Regions from separate parts of the Sus scrofa genome. Here region 2 is linked to region 1. A link is a contact called in public Hi-C data. All regions are on one chromosome and are shown on one strand. The core of a region is the stretch at or near the end of the contact, and the rest is flanking DNA. Distances in the headings are between cores, read along the strand shown.

The links. Hi-C and Micro-C count contacts between places; a contact is called where the count stands out from the background.
Region 2: a contact with region 1 is called in a Hi-C map of embryonic fibroblasts, with 4 times the contacts expected there. The contact joins the enhancer-like site here to the promoter of THY1 in region 1. A contact is called at or near these places in 1 of 5 promoter capture datasets (liver), 27 of 47 Hi-C or Micro-C datasets (adipose tissue, alveolar macrophages, blood and 15 more) and 1 of 2 datasets of contacts at active chromatin or transcription factors (skeletal muscle).

What each region holds. Positions count from the first base shown.
Region 1 is chr9:46,606,672-46,614,599 of Sscrofa11.1, reverse strand. It overlaps THY1 (Thy-1 cell surface antigen), which reads left to right and starts at 4,541. Exons shown (of 3, transcript NM_001146129.1): 1 at 4,541-4,577; 2 at 5,074-5,409; 3 at 5,886-5,998. The coding sequence starts at 4,541. The coding sequence ends at 5,998.
Region 2 is chr9:46,670,011-46,677,938 of Sscrofa11.1, reverse strand. It overlaps a transcript of LOC102161637 not described here. Among named protein-coding and RNA genes, the nearest start is that of THY1, 64 kb to the right of the region's middle. Within about 2 kb of position 4,523, at least 21 of the 83 cell types and tissues checked have an H3K27ac peak or open chromatin away from gene starts, as enhancers often do. A contact at or near this core is called in adipose tissue, embryonic fibroblasts, omental adipose tissue and 3 more, where this site is marked.

The DNA.
Region 1 (7,928 bases), core at 3,292-5,791:
ATAGGCCAGGTCCTCGTAACCTTATCGAAATAGCACAGCTAGGCCTTCCACCCAACAACACTCAGAGACTGGGCCATAGGGTAGGAAACAGCATCCAGAGTCTTGTCCAGACAGAGCCCAGACATCTTCTGTAGTTAAGAGCCCTCTGGGTATTCTCACGTCCTGCCCCAAAAAAAGGAACCAAGCTTATCTGGGGGCGGTGGGGAGAAGGGGGTGTAAGCCAAAGCTAAAGCAACTAAAGCAACTGTGTTCTGATAGGAAAGATCCCTGGACTGAGAACAAGAAAGCTGTTCCGCAGGAAAGAACACACTGCGTGGAGTGTCAGGGAGGAGGCCAGCACCTCTGGAATGCGGCAGGAAGATGAATGGGAAAGATGAGGTGGTGGTGGAGGGCAGCAGCCAGGGCCTTCAAAATCATCCTCCAGACAATGACAAGCCCGGTCACCTGATCTGTGAAGAGGGATGGTCTGCAATCTCCAGGCCCTCGAGCCTGTGCAAAGGGCAGGCTCAGGCAGCTCTGCTGCTAGACTAAGGACATCCCAGGTGGGCACGGAGAGCTGCATTTCTCGTAAAGCGCCCTAGGAGCTTCTGTTGTTCACCAGAACCACGAGCCCCTGGACTGGACCGTTCACAAGGCTCGTTCCAGTTAGAAAATTCCATCACTCTAAGAGCTGGGAGGCACCTAACCTCCAAGGGAGGGAGAGGGAAGTGGATCTCCCACTTGCCAGCCCAGGGATGACTTCCAACAGTGCCATTACAGTAATGGAAACTGCAGTGAAGGTGCCAGGGCTGACTTCTGTGAAGAAAGAGGAGGACAGGAGTTCCCCTAGTGGCTCATCAGAAATGAATCTGACTAGCATCCATGAGGATGCAGGTTCAATCCCTGGCCTCATTCAGTGGCTTAAGGATCCAGCGTTGCCGAGAGCTGTGATGTAGGTCACAGACGCGGCTCAGATCCCGTGTTGCTGTTGCTGTGGCTGTGGCATAGGTCAGAAGCGACAGCTCTGATTTGACCCCTAACCTGGGAACCTCCATATCCCGCTAGTGCGGCCCTTAAAAGACAAAAAGAAGGAAAAGAGAAGAAAAGACATAGGCGAACAGAAAGGCAGATGACAGGGTGGCAGGGCCAGCCTACACGATGGCCCGACCAGAATTCACAAAGAAGCCACAAGGATGCAAATCAATCAAATAAACCTTTGTTCAAAAAAATTTATCTCACCTGTGAGTGGGAGAGACAAGTCACCCCAGGGCTTCTGGTGACTTCAAATTGATAGGGAGAAAATGGTTGCCCCAGGGGATTAAAAGCTTGGTATCTGCTACTCCTTTAGAGTTGGCCTGTCTCCTCCACTTTCCCACAATTCCACCATTTCCCCCTCCCACTGGGCTGGGATGCAGCTGTGGAGTGGCTCAGCTCCAAGGACTAGGGGCTCCACAGCCCAGGTCCGGCGGCCAGCCCTCCCACTTCCAGCCTGGAAGTGGGATGGGGAGTGGGATGAGATGAACCCGGCAGATTGTAGCCACAGATGTGGATGTGCAGGGTCCAGCACAGGGCTTGGGTGAGGAGGGCGGCACCCCATCCCTTGTCTGAAGACCAAGCAGACAGTACTCAGGACTTGGGAGGGGGTTGGGGGAGGAGGAGTGCATGAAACTGAGAAGAACCTTCTAGCTGCCTGCGCCAGGAGGTACCCGGGAGCTGAAGGAGATGGAGTGCCCCAGAGCAGAAAGCCCCTGCAGGTCTGGATGTTCTAGGCTGGATGAGGGGGCGAGGCAGGCCTGGGGACCTGGGAAGACCAGGCGCAGTACCTGCCTTGCTTCTGAAAATGCTGCTCCAACGTGGAAAAACACTCCCACCATCTTTCTTTGGAGAAAGCCTGTAATATTCCAACACCAAAACCTCTCACTAGAGGTTCCCGTGGAGATGGGTTCCAGATGAAAAGGGAAGGAGGAGGCATGGGCGCTGCCTAACCTCCATCCTCCATTCCTTACCCCTCTCCCACCGGCTTCTGAAGCCGGGGTCAGAAGAAAGGGTTAAAGCCTTAAAAGGGGACCGATTTTGCGGGGCTCTGGGGGTCGGCTGGCACACCCTGAGCGGCCCCGCCCTTCTCTCTAGTGTCCAGAACCCTCCCTGCCCTGCCCAGGCCTAACGGCCACAGGGGGAGGGCCCCCCTTTACTGCAGACCGCCACTCTCCCACACCAATATCGGACCGCCTCCTCCTCCCTCTGCCACCCCTTCTCGCTCCCCACTCAGCCTCTGATTGGCCGAGCCCCCGGGTCCTCCCCGCCCCTCCTCTCCCACCCTTGGTGAAAACTGCGGGTGCCGGGCAGGGTGCAGCAACTGGAGGCGGCGGCGTGTCCGGAGCAGTCTGCGGCGGCGAGGGACCGGAACCCAGGTGGGAACTGGAGCCAGGGCGGGGCCCGGAGCGCCCTCGGTGCCCCTGCAAGCTCTCCAGACCCCAAGCTTCAGAAAACCATCCGAGGGCGCTCAGGGAAGGAGCAGTGCAGGGCCTGGGGAGGGGTCTGCTTCCCAGGCAGGGGCGGGAGCCGGACGCCAAGGCTGCAGGCCGGGGGCCGCAACGCATCTTTCGCCCGCTCGGAGGACGTTTGCCTGGGGCGGGGGCGCTGGAGGAGAACTGGGAGGAAGGGCGCCAAGGACAGTTTTGGGTTCTGCTCGCCACCCACACATCCCCAAGCCCCGCTTGCAAAGACAGGGGCGGGGGGCGACGAAACTCGGGGGAGAGAACCGAGGACCCCAAACTAGAGGGAATCTCTGCCCTCCGACCTCGCGACAGGCTGGGTGCGGGGCATCCAAGGAACGGGAAACCGCAGTGCCGCGGGCGGGGACTGGGAGGAAGGCAGGCAGACGGGGGAGGCGAGAACTGGAAAAGGATGAGAGAGGGGGAAGGGGGACTTCAATTGGGAATGGAGGAGATTGGAATGGGGAGACGGAATAAGGGTGGGGTTAGTCGAACGCGTGCTGAGAGGGAGGGAACGCAAAGCTTCTGCGGGTTCTGAGCTGCGGGGACCCAGGAAACGAAAACAGACTGCGCCTCCCCTACCAGCTGTCTACCCCTCCCTTTGGCTCTCCATCCCCTGCCAGCCCCAGCCCCGTTTCTTCCTTTCTACCCCTTCCTCTCCTGGATCCCGAGCTCACACTCCTCCTCTGTAACTCAGCGTCCGCTAATCAAAACCAGATGTCAGTCCCCCTTTCTTCCCCAGCAGCACCTCCGGGTCCCTCTCGGCAGGGGTCTGGGAAGGAGTTGACTGCGTCCGCGGGCGCCGCAGTACCCCAGCCTCGCCCCTCCCTCCCCACCTCTGGGAGCTGGGCTGAACGCCTGGGACCCTGGAAGCCGCGAGTCGCGCGCCCTGCGCACCCGGCCGACCCCCCTCCTGTGGCCTCTCCCTGGAGAACTCCGCTGCGGACAGGCTAGGCTACCTGCTCTGTGTCTCCTTGCCAGAATATTGATTCAGCCTAGGCTGCAAAAATAAGACAGGGCAGAGAACCTAGGCAGGGAGGCTATGGAAGCCAAACTGGAAAACTGCAAGCCCAAGAATTCCTCCTGGAGAGCTAGAGAATTGGAAAGGTCTTGGTTCCAAGGCAGAGAACACATGCACGCATTTGCAATAGGACAGCACTGCCGTTTTCCTCACACCCTTCGCTGTGGGCCAAGTACAATCCTACCTGGGGCCCCACACATACCTGACGTCATCCCTGGCCACACAGTCATCTAAGAGAAAGGAAATTAATGTTTGTGGATCACTTACTTACAGTGCCAAATGTTTGTCATTTTTCTTAATCTCCATCACGGCCCCGTGTTATGTATCTAAAGCCCAGTTTCGTTCAGTATCTTTCAGGCATCTGTTATCTGCCAGAAAGGTCTGGCCATCGGGGATTTTCTTCTGAATACGAAATAGGAAGTCTTTGTTTAACAGGTAGAGCGTTTTAGTTTTGCAGGATGTCAAGAGTTCTGGAAATTGGTTGCACCACAATGTAAATGAACTTAACACTTCTGAACTGTACACTTAAAAATGGTTTAGGAGAGGAGTTCCCTGGTGGCCTGGGAGTTAAGAACTAGGCATTGTCACTGCTGTGGCTCAGGTTTGACCCTGGCTGGGGAAATTCTGCATGCCACAGGCACAGCCCCGCCAAAAATGGTTATAATAATAAATGTTATGTTCTGCGAATTTTACTAAAAAATAGGAAGTCCCTATCTTCCTGAAGGGAAGAGGAAGTGGTAATTTCAAGACACTTACTCAAAGTCACCCAACTAGTAAGCATTCAGCACAGATACCCACCACCAAAGGGTATGTTCTCCATCCCTCTTGCTTTCTCTGACTGGGAAGAGCCGAGTGTCTGTCACATTCACTGAGAGGTGGGAGGGGAGAGGGCTACAGAGAGGGGCTTGGATGCCCCCCATGGCCATTATGGCATGTCTCCCAGGGGCCCCCAGGCCTGGCAGTAAATGTGGGCACACCTGCCCCGCCTCTTGGCTGATTCCCACCCTGTTGCACGCCTAGGTCCAGGACTGAGCTCCCCGGCACCATGAACCCTACCATTGGCATCGCTCTCTTGCTAACAGGTACCAGGCGGGCGGCGGGGCTGGGATTCCAAGCACCCTGGCTTCCTTCCCCTCAGAGAAGCTAGCTTCTTCCACACAACCTCAGAAGGCAGGGGTGACTAAGGGAGAGAGGGCTCCTTTTCATCCCTAAGTCAGCTGAGCAGCCTAGTTGATCTGACTCCCTGGGATGGTTTTTAGAAACACAAGTCTCTGAGCCTGCCCCATATTGAGCTGGAAATCTCCCATTGGGGACCGGGAAGTTGCATCAACTCCCCGAGGTCTCCTGCCACTGGAACATACTGGTGGGACCCAGGACTGGAGGAGACGAGGGAGATAGGCTGGCGTCTGCCCTGGGGAAGGCGGACTAGCCCTCACGGACCTCTGGGTGGAGAGAGGTACTCAGAGAGCAGACCCCTATGCCCTCCCTAGCCAGGCCCTTCTCTGCTGTCAATATGGGTGGGGAGCTCCCCTGCTCTGCAGGTCCTCCCCAACTTGGAGGGGGCACTGCTGGTGTCAGTCTTGCAGGTGGCCCGTGGACAGAAGGTGACCAGCCTGACAGCCTGCCTGGTGGACCAGAGCCTTCGTCTAGACTGCCGCCATGAGAATACCACCAACCTGCCCATTCAGTACGAGTTCAGCCTGACCCGCGAGAAAAAGAAGCACGTGCTCTTGGGCACTGTGGGGGTCCCTGAGCACTCCTACCGCTCTCGAACCAACTTCTCCAGCAAGTACGACATCAAGGTCCTCTACTTATCAGGCTTCACTACCAAAGATGAGGGGATCTACGCATGCGAACTCCACCTCTCTGGCCAGACGCCCAGCATCTCCAGCAAGAATATCTCTGTGTTCAGAGGTGAGGCAAGCCCCCGACAAGACTGAGTGAGCTGGGAGAGGTGGGCTGGGGAGGAACGGGCCCGAGAGGACAGTGGTTCCCGACCCTTCCCCTCTCCCCGCACTGCTGCCTGTTCCCGGCGGAAATCATGCCCTCAGCGAGAACAGGGGAAGGGCTAAGGGGACAGGCAGACGGGCGGACGGTGGTGGCGGACACTTCCCCCATGACTGCGGGCAGGTCACTTGGCATCCCTACACCTTCTCGCCACCTGGAAAACGGGATGGCACTAGCTACGTCAGCCATAGTTCTCTGGTGATGATACTTGTTCAAGGGCTCCGGAACTGGCAAATGGGAAAGATGGTTGGTTCTGTTCCACCAGGTTGGCCCTGGTTCCAGCCCAGACGCCATGGGAGGGCGGCCTTGCTCTGGGCCTGGGCCTGCTGAGTCCTGGTCCCTCTTCATTCCTGCCCTGCCTCTCCACCCCGTTCTCTCCACAGACAAACTGGTCAAGTGTGGGGGCATAAGCCTGCTAATCCAGAACACCTCGTGGCTGCTGCTGCTTCTGCTCTCGCTGCCCCTCCTGCAGGCCATGGATTTCATCTCCCTGTGACTGATGGGGCCCGTGGAAGATACACGAAGCCACAAGGCCCAGTGCAGAGACCCTACTTCTCTGAGTCAGCTGACCCCCTCCCCCCAACCCCTCACACACCTTGGGGAGAACTGGGGACCCCACCGCTCCTAAGGACTCCCAGTGCTGCATGCCATTATCCCCCTCTCCCCCACCGCCACCTCGTACCCTCTCCGCACGCCACTGGCTATTCGTCCTCTTTGTTCCAGAGCTGCTTTCTGTCTGGTTTATTTAGGGCTTGTCCTTCCTTTTCTTTGGAGTTTGTGAAAAGGGAAGCCAGGGTTGGGGGCCTGATGGAGAGTGGGGGGGATGGAAGGGTAGTAGGAGGGAGGGGCACCAGACCCAGGGGGCTGTCATCCTTGCCTGGGAGAGACCTGGACGAGGAGGGGGGCCTTAGCACCTCTTTCAGCAGGAGGGATGGTGCCTGAAGAGCTCCGATGTGAGGGGAGTGCCAAGCGCTTGTGGCCCATCAGGTGAGGAGACAACTCAGCATCCCCGGAAACACTTTCTGTGGCAGAAAAAAGGCAGTCTTCTTACCCCAGCGCACGTGCCTGGGCCCAGGGCATGGTCCAGTGAAAATGGAGATTCTGCCTGGAAGGCAGTGATGAGGGGCTGGAGAGGCAGGGGAAGAGGGTCCATCATCCCTCCCCTCCTGAGGAAACTACAAATGGGAGTCCAGCATCTCGACCAGCAGTTGGGAGGGTGGCGAAGGAGGACAAGCCCCTTCCCAGGCTATCAAAAGTTCCTAAGAGCTTCCAGAACTCTGACCCGGGGGCAGGAAGTCAGGCCAGGTGGAGCCCCAGAGGCGTACAGAGTCTGGCCCAAGTGTTTCTCTGGGAGGCTCTGCCCTCCTCCCCCATCAGTGCCTGAGCCTTCAGACAGCATCCTGCCCCACAGGCCTGCCTTCTCGGGGTCCGCTGGGGGCCTGAGGGAGGCCATGGGGTGAGACCCATGAGCGGGACATGCTTTTCCCAACACCCAGCTCCCCCACCTGGCGGCTCTGCCCTGTCCTGTGACCGTGTGTAGTGTCACACAGCTTATGGCATCTCATTGAGGAAAAAGAATATTGTACAATAAAACCAAGCCTCTGGAATCTGTCCTCTGTCTCTGCTTTGCTCCTCTCTCCCCAGGCCCGCCCCCACCCCCTAGCCGGAAGATCCAACCCACCACCTCTTCCTCCCCCCCTTACCTGCTTCAGCAAGGCCTTCCTCTCTGCACCCCCACCCCTACCCCGGCCCCCAAGGATGGACCAATGCTTGACAGGCTCTTCAGAACCACCCCAACCCAACACGATAAATGAATGTTCCATCTCTGCTGATTCACCTGGCGGGAATGACCTTACCTGCGCATGTGTGAGTTAAGCCACATGGCGCTGGTTCCAGAATACGCTAATAAGCACGAAGGTGCAGAGTCCATGTTTTCCTCTCAGATCTGGTTGATCTCAGAAATGCCCTGTCAAAAAGAATGTATATGGATGTATGGCTGTATCACTTTGCTGCGCGGCAGAAATTGACAGAACATTGTAAATCAGCTATAATAAAAAAAATGTTTAAAAAGAAAAAGAAACACCCTGTCAGGTTACATCTGCTATTGAGCGGGGCACCGAGAGGAGGCTTGGGAGGCCGTAGGTGGGCAGCGCATCAAGGTGTAAGGACCAGTGTGGCCACATGAAGGACTGCGGGTGCCCATCCCCAGCTCACGCCCCTAAAAGTCACTGAGTGGAAGGGGAACAGCGCCCCCTGGCATTAGGGGCTAGAACATCATCACAGGGTGGTTCTAAGTCCCTGTTGCTGGCAGTCAGGCCCACAGCCGAAGGCCTTCCCTGCTTTGCCAGGGAATTAGGGGAAAGAGGGTGGTGACTACGCAGAAGCTGACTCATTTGAAATTTAGCACTGGATAGGATGATTTTTTT
Region 2 (7,928 bases), core at 3,274-5,773, 63 kb before region 1:
CTCTGTCTTTTGTCTTTTTAGGGCCACACCTTCGGACTATGGAGGTTCCCAGGCTAGGAGTCTAATGGGAGCTGTAGCCATCGGCCTACACCAGAGCCACAGCAAAGCCAGATCCAAGCCATGTCTGCAACCTACAGAAAAAAAACAGCTCACGGCCATGGTGGATCCTTAACCCACTGAGTGAGGCCAGGGATCGAACATAAAACCTCATGGTTCCAGAGCACCACGACAGGAACTCTGTTTTCTGAAAATTTTTAAACACAGCTTCAGTTTCAGTACTTGTGATTAATCTCTTCATAAATGGTGCTGGAAAAACTGGACAGCTACATGTAAAAGAATGAAATTAGAACACTCTCTAACTCCATACACGAAAATATACTCAAAATGGATTAAACACCTAAATGTAAGACCCATACTATAAAACTCCTAGAGGGAAACCTAGGCAGAACACTCTTTGACATAAATCACAGCAATATCTTTTCGGATCCACCTCCTAGAGCCATGAAAATAAAAACAAAAGTAAATGACTGGGACCTAATTAAACTTAAAAGCTTTTGCACAGCAAAGGAAACCATAAAAACAATGAAAAGACAACCCACAGAATGGGAGAAAATATTTGCAAATGAAGCAATGAACAAGGGATTAATCTCCAAAATATAAAAAAAAACACATGCAGCTCAATATCAAAAAAACAAACAACTCTATCAAAAAATGAGCAATTCGCAGCTGTGGCTCGGATCCCGAGTTCCTGTCTGTGGCTGTGGTGTAGGCCAGCAGCTGTAGCTCCGATTTGACCCCTAGCCTGGGAATTCCCATATGTCGAGGGTGCAGCCCTAAAAAGGAAAGGGGGGGGGGCAGAAGACCTGAATAGACATTTCTCCGAAGAAGATATACAGATGGCTAAAAACACATGAAAAGATGCTCAACATTGCTAATTATTAGAGAAATGCAAATCAAAACCACTATGAGGTGCCTCCTCATGCCAGTCAGAATGGCCATCATTAATAAGTCCACAAATAACAAATGCTGGAGAGGGTGTGGAGAAAAGGGACCCCTCCTGCACTGCTGGTAGGAATGTAAATTGATACAACCACTATGGAAAATAGCATGGCAGTTCCCTAAAAAACTGAAAACAGAACTACCAGATGATCCAGCAATCCCACTCCTGGGCATATGTCCAGAAAAAAGTCATAATTTGAAAGTATATATACACCCAGTGTTCATTAAAGCACTATTTACAATAGCCAAGACATGGAATCAGCCTAAATGTCCATCAACAGACAAATGGGTAAGGAAGATGTGGTACATATATACGGCGGAATATTACTCGGCCATAAAAAGAATGACATAATGCTATTTGCAGTAATACGGATGGACTTAGAGATTATCATACTGAGTGAAATAAGTCAGACAGAGAAAGACAAACATCATATGATATCACTTATGTGTAGAATCTTTATTTTAAAAAGATGCCAATGAACTTATTTACAGAATAGAAGCAAACTCATAGATAATTTAAGAAAACAAATTTATGGTTACCAAAGAGGACAGGTGAGGGGGGCGGATGAATTGGGGGTTTGGGATTGGCACATGCACACTATTGTGTATGGGAAGGATGGTAAACAGGGACCTGCTGTGTGGCACAGGGAACTATAGGGAACTATACCCAGTATTTTGTGATAACCTATATGGGAAAAGAACCTGGAAAAGAATGGTTATGTGTATGTGTCTAACTGAATCACTCTGTTGTACAGCAGAAATTATCGCAACATTGTAAATCAGTTATACGTCAATAAAACTTTAATGGGGGGGAGGAAGCTCCTGTGTGGCGCAGCGGTAACAAGCCCGACTAGGATCCATGAGGATGTCCGTTCAATCCCTGGCCTCCCCCAGTGGGTTAAGGATCCAGCATTGCCGTGAGCTGTGGTGTAGGTCACAGACACAGCTCGGATCCCACGTTGCTGTGGCTGTGATGTAAGCCAGCAGCTACAGTTGCAATTGAACCCCTAGAGCCTGGGAACTTCCATATGCTGCAAGTGCGGCCCAAAAAAGAGGAAGGAAGGAGGGAAGAGAGAGAGGAGGCAGCACTGACCCCGGTGGGGAGACGGGGTGGTGGACTGCAAGGGCCAGAGCAGGAAGATAGGAGAGCTTCCAAGATATCTTTGCTCCTGGGCCTTGAGGAGCTAAGACTGCAAGGCTCACCCAGCCACAGGTGTAGACATTTCACCTGACATAGTCCACCAACATGGCTCTGGGCGAAAACAGCCTGCACCCTGTTCCATGGGCTCAGCAGGGGACACCCTTCCCAGCTTCATGGGCTTCTCCTGTCCACAAAAAGAGTCTTGGCATCCAGGTGGCTGCACAGTGGAGGAGGGCACACACCTTATGGGAGGCACATGGTGGCTGCATGTGGCACCAGCCAGGTGAGCCTGCCTGTGACTCACAGACACGGGGGATGGGGTGGGGCTCAGCAGTGTCTCCTGGTCCCCGTGGGCTGTGGCAGCTGGGGGAGCCCTCCCACAGCACTTGTCCTCCCAGCTGGAAAGTGCCTGGACAACCTGGGGGACAGAGAGCCAATGGAAGGAGGAGGGAGGGGACCCCTCAGCACTTTCACACACCCATTCACAGTGTCCCGCAGGTATCGACCTCCCCATTCCTCACAGATGAGGGGCCTGGGGCCCAGAGAGGCCAGTGACGTGGCCTGGGTCACCAGCTGGGACCTGAACTCAACTCCTGGGTCGAAAGTCCATGCCTCTTCTCTTGCATCACTTCTAAGTGAGCCGGGATCCTGAGCTGGGACCCAGGTACAATACCCAGCCCTGTCCTGCCCCACCCTGGGCTTCCAGCCTCAGCTCTGGAGCCAACCCTCAGTTCCAAAGCAGTAAGCGGCCTCAGGTCTGAGATGCAAGGGGTCCTGGGCTACGAGATTCCATCAGTGGATTCACCATCAGCTCCTGAGCCCTCCCTCACCCGGCACATCCTCCCACCACCCACACAGCCTCATCACTTCTCAACAGAGCCCCCAGCCCCCAGCGCCATCGGGGGTCATGCGGCCTCCAGTGGCAGGCCTCGGCTTTCAAAGAAGGTCCAAGTGACCCACTAATAAATAAACAAAGGGGGGTGGGCCCCTCGCCCTCAGGCACCAGGGGTCACCCTCCGAGTGTTTCCTTTCCCTCCCCTGGGATATATTTGGGAGCGCCAGGCCCCGACCTCTTGCAAGGCACCAGGGAGGCCCTGGGGACAGCTCCAGGCTGCCGCAAATATACGACAAATGTGAGACTGCGGGAAGGCTGTCCGTCCTGCCGGCCCCATGCCGCACAACCATGCTGAGACATGGCCACTCCCCCAGAGAGGACTCAGGCTACAAGTGCCCCGGCCCCCCACCCCTGGGCTGCCCACAGGGAGCCCCCACCCCTGTGCTGCCAACTCAGAGGACTTGGCAGACAGGCAGCCCTTCCCCGCTGACTCTTCAGGGCCTGTTCCTGGGCCAGAGGCCAGACAGGAGATGGCCTCTGGCACAAAGACCCTGAAAAACCTGGGGGAAGAAAGAACATGACAAGCAGAACAAGGAGGGGTGGAGGAGGTGTTACCATGTGGGTTGTCCACATTCCCCCTCCTCTGGTCCCCGGGGCTTGCTGCTTCCCTGCCTCCCACCCCGACCCCTCTCCAGAACAGCCACACAAGTCAGGGAGATGGAACTGCCAGCAGGTAATGTTAAACCAAGGAGAAGACACTGCCCTGGCACAGAGGAGGGCCCCCAACTCAGACACTGAATCCGGGAGGACTCCCTGAAGGAGTCGGTTTCTAAGGCCTTGGGGGAGAGATGATTTCAAGGAGAAACAGTTTGTGCAAAGGCCCTGAGGCAACAGAAAATGAGGATTGAAGAGAGTGGATAGGCTCTGGGCACAGGCAGCAGCCAAAAGAGCCCCGCTCCATACTGGTGGCCAGCCGCTCGCTCGTTCTGCTTCCTAGACATCCACAGGAATGCGCCCAGCCTCCCGCTGGCCCCATGAGCGTATTTTGGAAAAAATCTCTTGTCACAGTCCCCAGCCCAGCCCGAGGCTCCTTCAAACTCCTGCATCCTCTCTGAGGCCACTGCTGGGTGGAGCCTCAGCCCTCAGCCCTCCAGGAGTTCCTGACTCATCGAGGAAAAAGCTAAAAAGACCAAGAATCACTCCAGCTCTGGGGGGAAGGCAGCCATGACCTCAGCTCCAGGACACAGAGACAGAGGATGGGGGCAGGAAGCAAGGCAGAGACAGAAGAAGATACAGAAATAGAGACCTAGGTGGAGACTGATGGAAAGAGACATGCTGATCACAGACCGCCCAAGGAAGCAGGACAGAGATACACCAGGCAGTGACAGCTAACAGAAGCCAAAAGCAAAGGGACACTCCTAGGTACACAGGACAGGCTGCCAAGGACTATAAAATCAGCTGATCGGCTGATCCAGAGACAGCCTATGGATCTGGGAAGAAATCGGGTGGGGTGCCTTGACTGCACTTGCAAGAGAAGGCCGTGAGGGGGCGATGTTGCTCCAGCCACTGCCCACCAGCCAGCCCGGCAGCCAGCTCCCCGAAAACAAAAGCAGACTCCATCCATCAGAAGCAGCTGCTGTCTGCTCACTGGAAGGTGTAAGAAACTTGGACGGGGGAACCCAGAGCATCCACACTCTAGGCTGGAGACCCCTCCTCATCTCAGCATCTCCTCAATCCTGACCCTGCCCTCCACATTCCCCGTCACCTTCTCATTCTCCATTTCCTGACCCCTGCCTTCGAAGCACAACATGCCTGAGGACAGGGGGGATGCTGGCTAATTTCCCTGTTCTTTCTGGAAAGGACGCAAACAGATGCTTGGTCTGCTGGGTCTGAAGACTGCCCTTGGCTCCTGCCACAGGACTTGGTCCCCTCCTTTACATCTGACCTTCCAGGCTCTTGGTTTCAAAGCATCACTCACGAAGAGACAATGGTCTTGTATCCACGCTTAACACCAGACTGCAGAACAAAAATCACAAGTGCAACTTTGGGGGAGTTCCCGTTGTGGCTCAGCAGGATACCAACATGACCAGTATCCATGAGGACACGGCTTCAATCCCTGGCCTCATTCAGTGGCATACGGTGTTGCCATGAGCTGGGGGCAGATGTGGCTCAGATCCCATATTGCTGTGGCTGTGGTGTAGGCCTGATACAGCTCCAATTCGACCCCTAGCCTGGGAACCTCCATATGCTGCAGAAGCAGCCCTAAGCAAGAAAAAAACCAAAAACAAGTGCAACCTTGGGTTGTATTAACAGAACCAGTTGTCTGGTGGAGGACGGCGGACAGCAGCAATAAAGTCCAGGCCTCTGGTCACATCTTTTGAAGGGTCGTTAATAAACCTATGTAAGCCAGGAGGAAGGCCACTATAGAAACGTGCTACCCACCCAAGATCCATCAAAGAGCACCGACACCAGGTCAAACACTTTATGTAATCATCTCACCTTATCCTACAGCAACTCGCATCATCATATCCATTTTACAGACGAGAAAACTCAAAGTCCTCTTCCAATGACTATCATGCAGGTGTGGATATTTCTCAAAGCTCCGTCTCAGGCCTTTTCTCCTTTGTGCATATTTCCTAAGTGGTCACATTCCTTCCCATTACCTAGACTTAGTTCTCAAATTAAGTCTTTTGCCTAGATATGTCTCCCAAGTTCCAAACCAGTCTAGCCACCTGCCTTCTCCTGATCTCTTCCTGGATGTCTTCAGGGACCTAACATTCTATGTGCCCAGCGCTAACCCCTGATCTTCAGGTGGTGGGTGACCTGGGCACCCAGCACCCCTCAGCCAGTCTGGACCACACCCAGACCCGTCAGCTTCCAGTGGACGCTGCCCCACACTCAAATCCAGGCTCTCCGCCCTGCCCCCCTCCCTGGACCATCATCCTTCACATCCATCCTGTGACCGGTTCCAAGCTGCTCTCTGTTGCTACCCACACCCTCAACACCACAGCCAGAGCAGTCTCGTTGCTTTGCTTTGCTTTTTTTTTTTGGTCTTTTTGCCTTTTCTAGGGCCACTCCCAAGGCATATTGGAGATTCCCAGGCTAGGGGTTTAACCAGAGCTGTAGCCGTCGGCCTACACCAGAGCCACAGCAACATGGGATCCGAGCCGCGTCTGTGACCTACACCATAGCTCACGGCAACACCGGATCCTTAACCCACTGACCGAGGCCAGGGATCAAACCCGCAACCTCAAGTCTTAGTCAGATTCATTAACCACTGAGCTATGACAGGAACTCCTTTTTTTGCTTTTTTGAGCCATACCTATAGCATATGGAAGTTCCCAGGCTAGGGTTCAAATCAGAGCTACAGCTGCCTACAGCTGCCGTCCTATACCCCAGCCACAGTGATGCAGGATCTGAGCCATGTCTGCGACCTACATCACAGCTCACAGCAACACTGGATCCTTAACCCACCGAGCGAAGCCAAGGATAGAACCTGCATCTTTACGAATGCTCGTCGGGTTTGTTACCACTGAGAAACAATGGGAACTCCCAGGACAGTCTTTTGAAAACATAAACAGACTCATGTCATCCCCCCGCCTAAACCCCTCCAGGGCTTTGTATTGTTCTCAGGGCAAAGTTCAAAGTCCTCGCCACAGTCAGTGCAACCCTGATAACCAGCCGCCCTCTCCAGCCTCAGCGATGTCAGACCTGCCCATCACCACCTCTCACTCTCTCCCGCCAGGCAGGCTCCTCCCTCGGAGAAGGCCTTCTCTTCCTTCCTGTCCTGTCCTGAAGCCCCCACAGCTTGAAACACCCTCTGACCCCCTCCTTAGCCTCCGTCAGGATGGCAACATGCTCTCAACACTGACTTCGGTCTCCGTGCCCACCATGCAGAAGAGGGTGCATTCCGAGGGGAGCAGACCGCATCTGTCTTGGTCACGGCTGGACCCCGGCCTCTGTGCGCCTATACGAGGTGCAAGCTGAGTAAATGCTGGTTGAATGAATTCTGCCCTTTGCGTGCCTCCTGGGGTAGCCCAGCCCCTCCTGGGGTAGCCCAGCCCCGCTCGGGACAGAGCTGACACTTCGTCACTTCTTCCTCCCAGTGAGCTGAATTCCTCTCAAGCTCTTGAAACAACTTCCCTGGATGCCCAAGAAGCGATGTCATTTCTCTTGCTGAGTGCAGGCGGGGTGCGGCCTCATGAGGAATGTGTCTAAAGCATGTGCAGGTGGGGCCGGGCCCATAGCTGGTGTTCAGCGAACAGTAGCTGTGATCACCCACTAATGAGGATGACGACAATGATGACAATGACGTTGGGTGATGAATCGCGATTGCCCTGACCCGGTGTCCCCATGGGGAAGGCCTCCTGTAAAGGCTTGAGCGTGTGACACACCCTCACTCGTGGGTCTCTGGTATGTCCCACCCCACCCCCCACCTTGGTCAGGTGAGGAGCCCGCCAAGGGCCGCCCCAGGCTCTGGCCTCTTGCTTCCTCTGTGTCTGCCCAGGGTGCAGGGGGCTCACTGACCAGGTCCTGGCTGAGGTGGTAGAGGACGGCAGCCAGGGCGGATGGAATGTTCCAGGCAGGTGGCTGAGTCCAGGGACCTACAGGAAGCAGGAGAGGCTGGAGTGACAGCATCTGGAGAGGGTGGGTCTGGCCGTTTGCATTTTTCCCTGACAGCAATGGGAGGCTGGGTTTTCAGCAGGGAGAGCTGTGATCAGAAGGAGATGGGGGGAGCTACTGTTATGGCTCAGTGGTAACGAACCAGACTAGTATTCATGAGGATTCGGGTTTGATCCCTGGCCTCTCAGTGGGTCGGGTATCCGGCGTTGCCATGAGTTGTAGTGTAAGTTGCAGATGTGGCTTGGATCCCAAGTTGCTGTGGCTGCGGTGTAGGTCGGCGGCTGTAGCTCCAGTTCGATCCCTAGCCTGAGAACATCCATATGCCTCGGG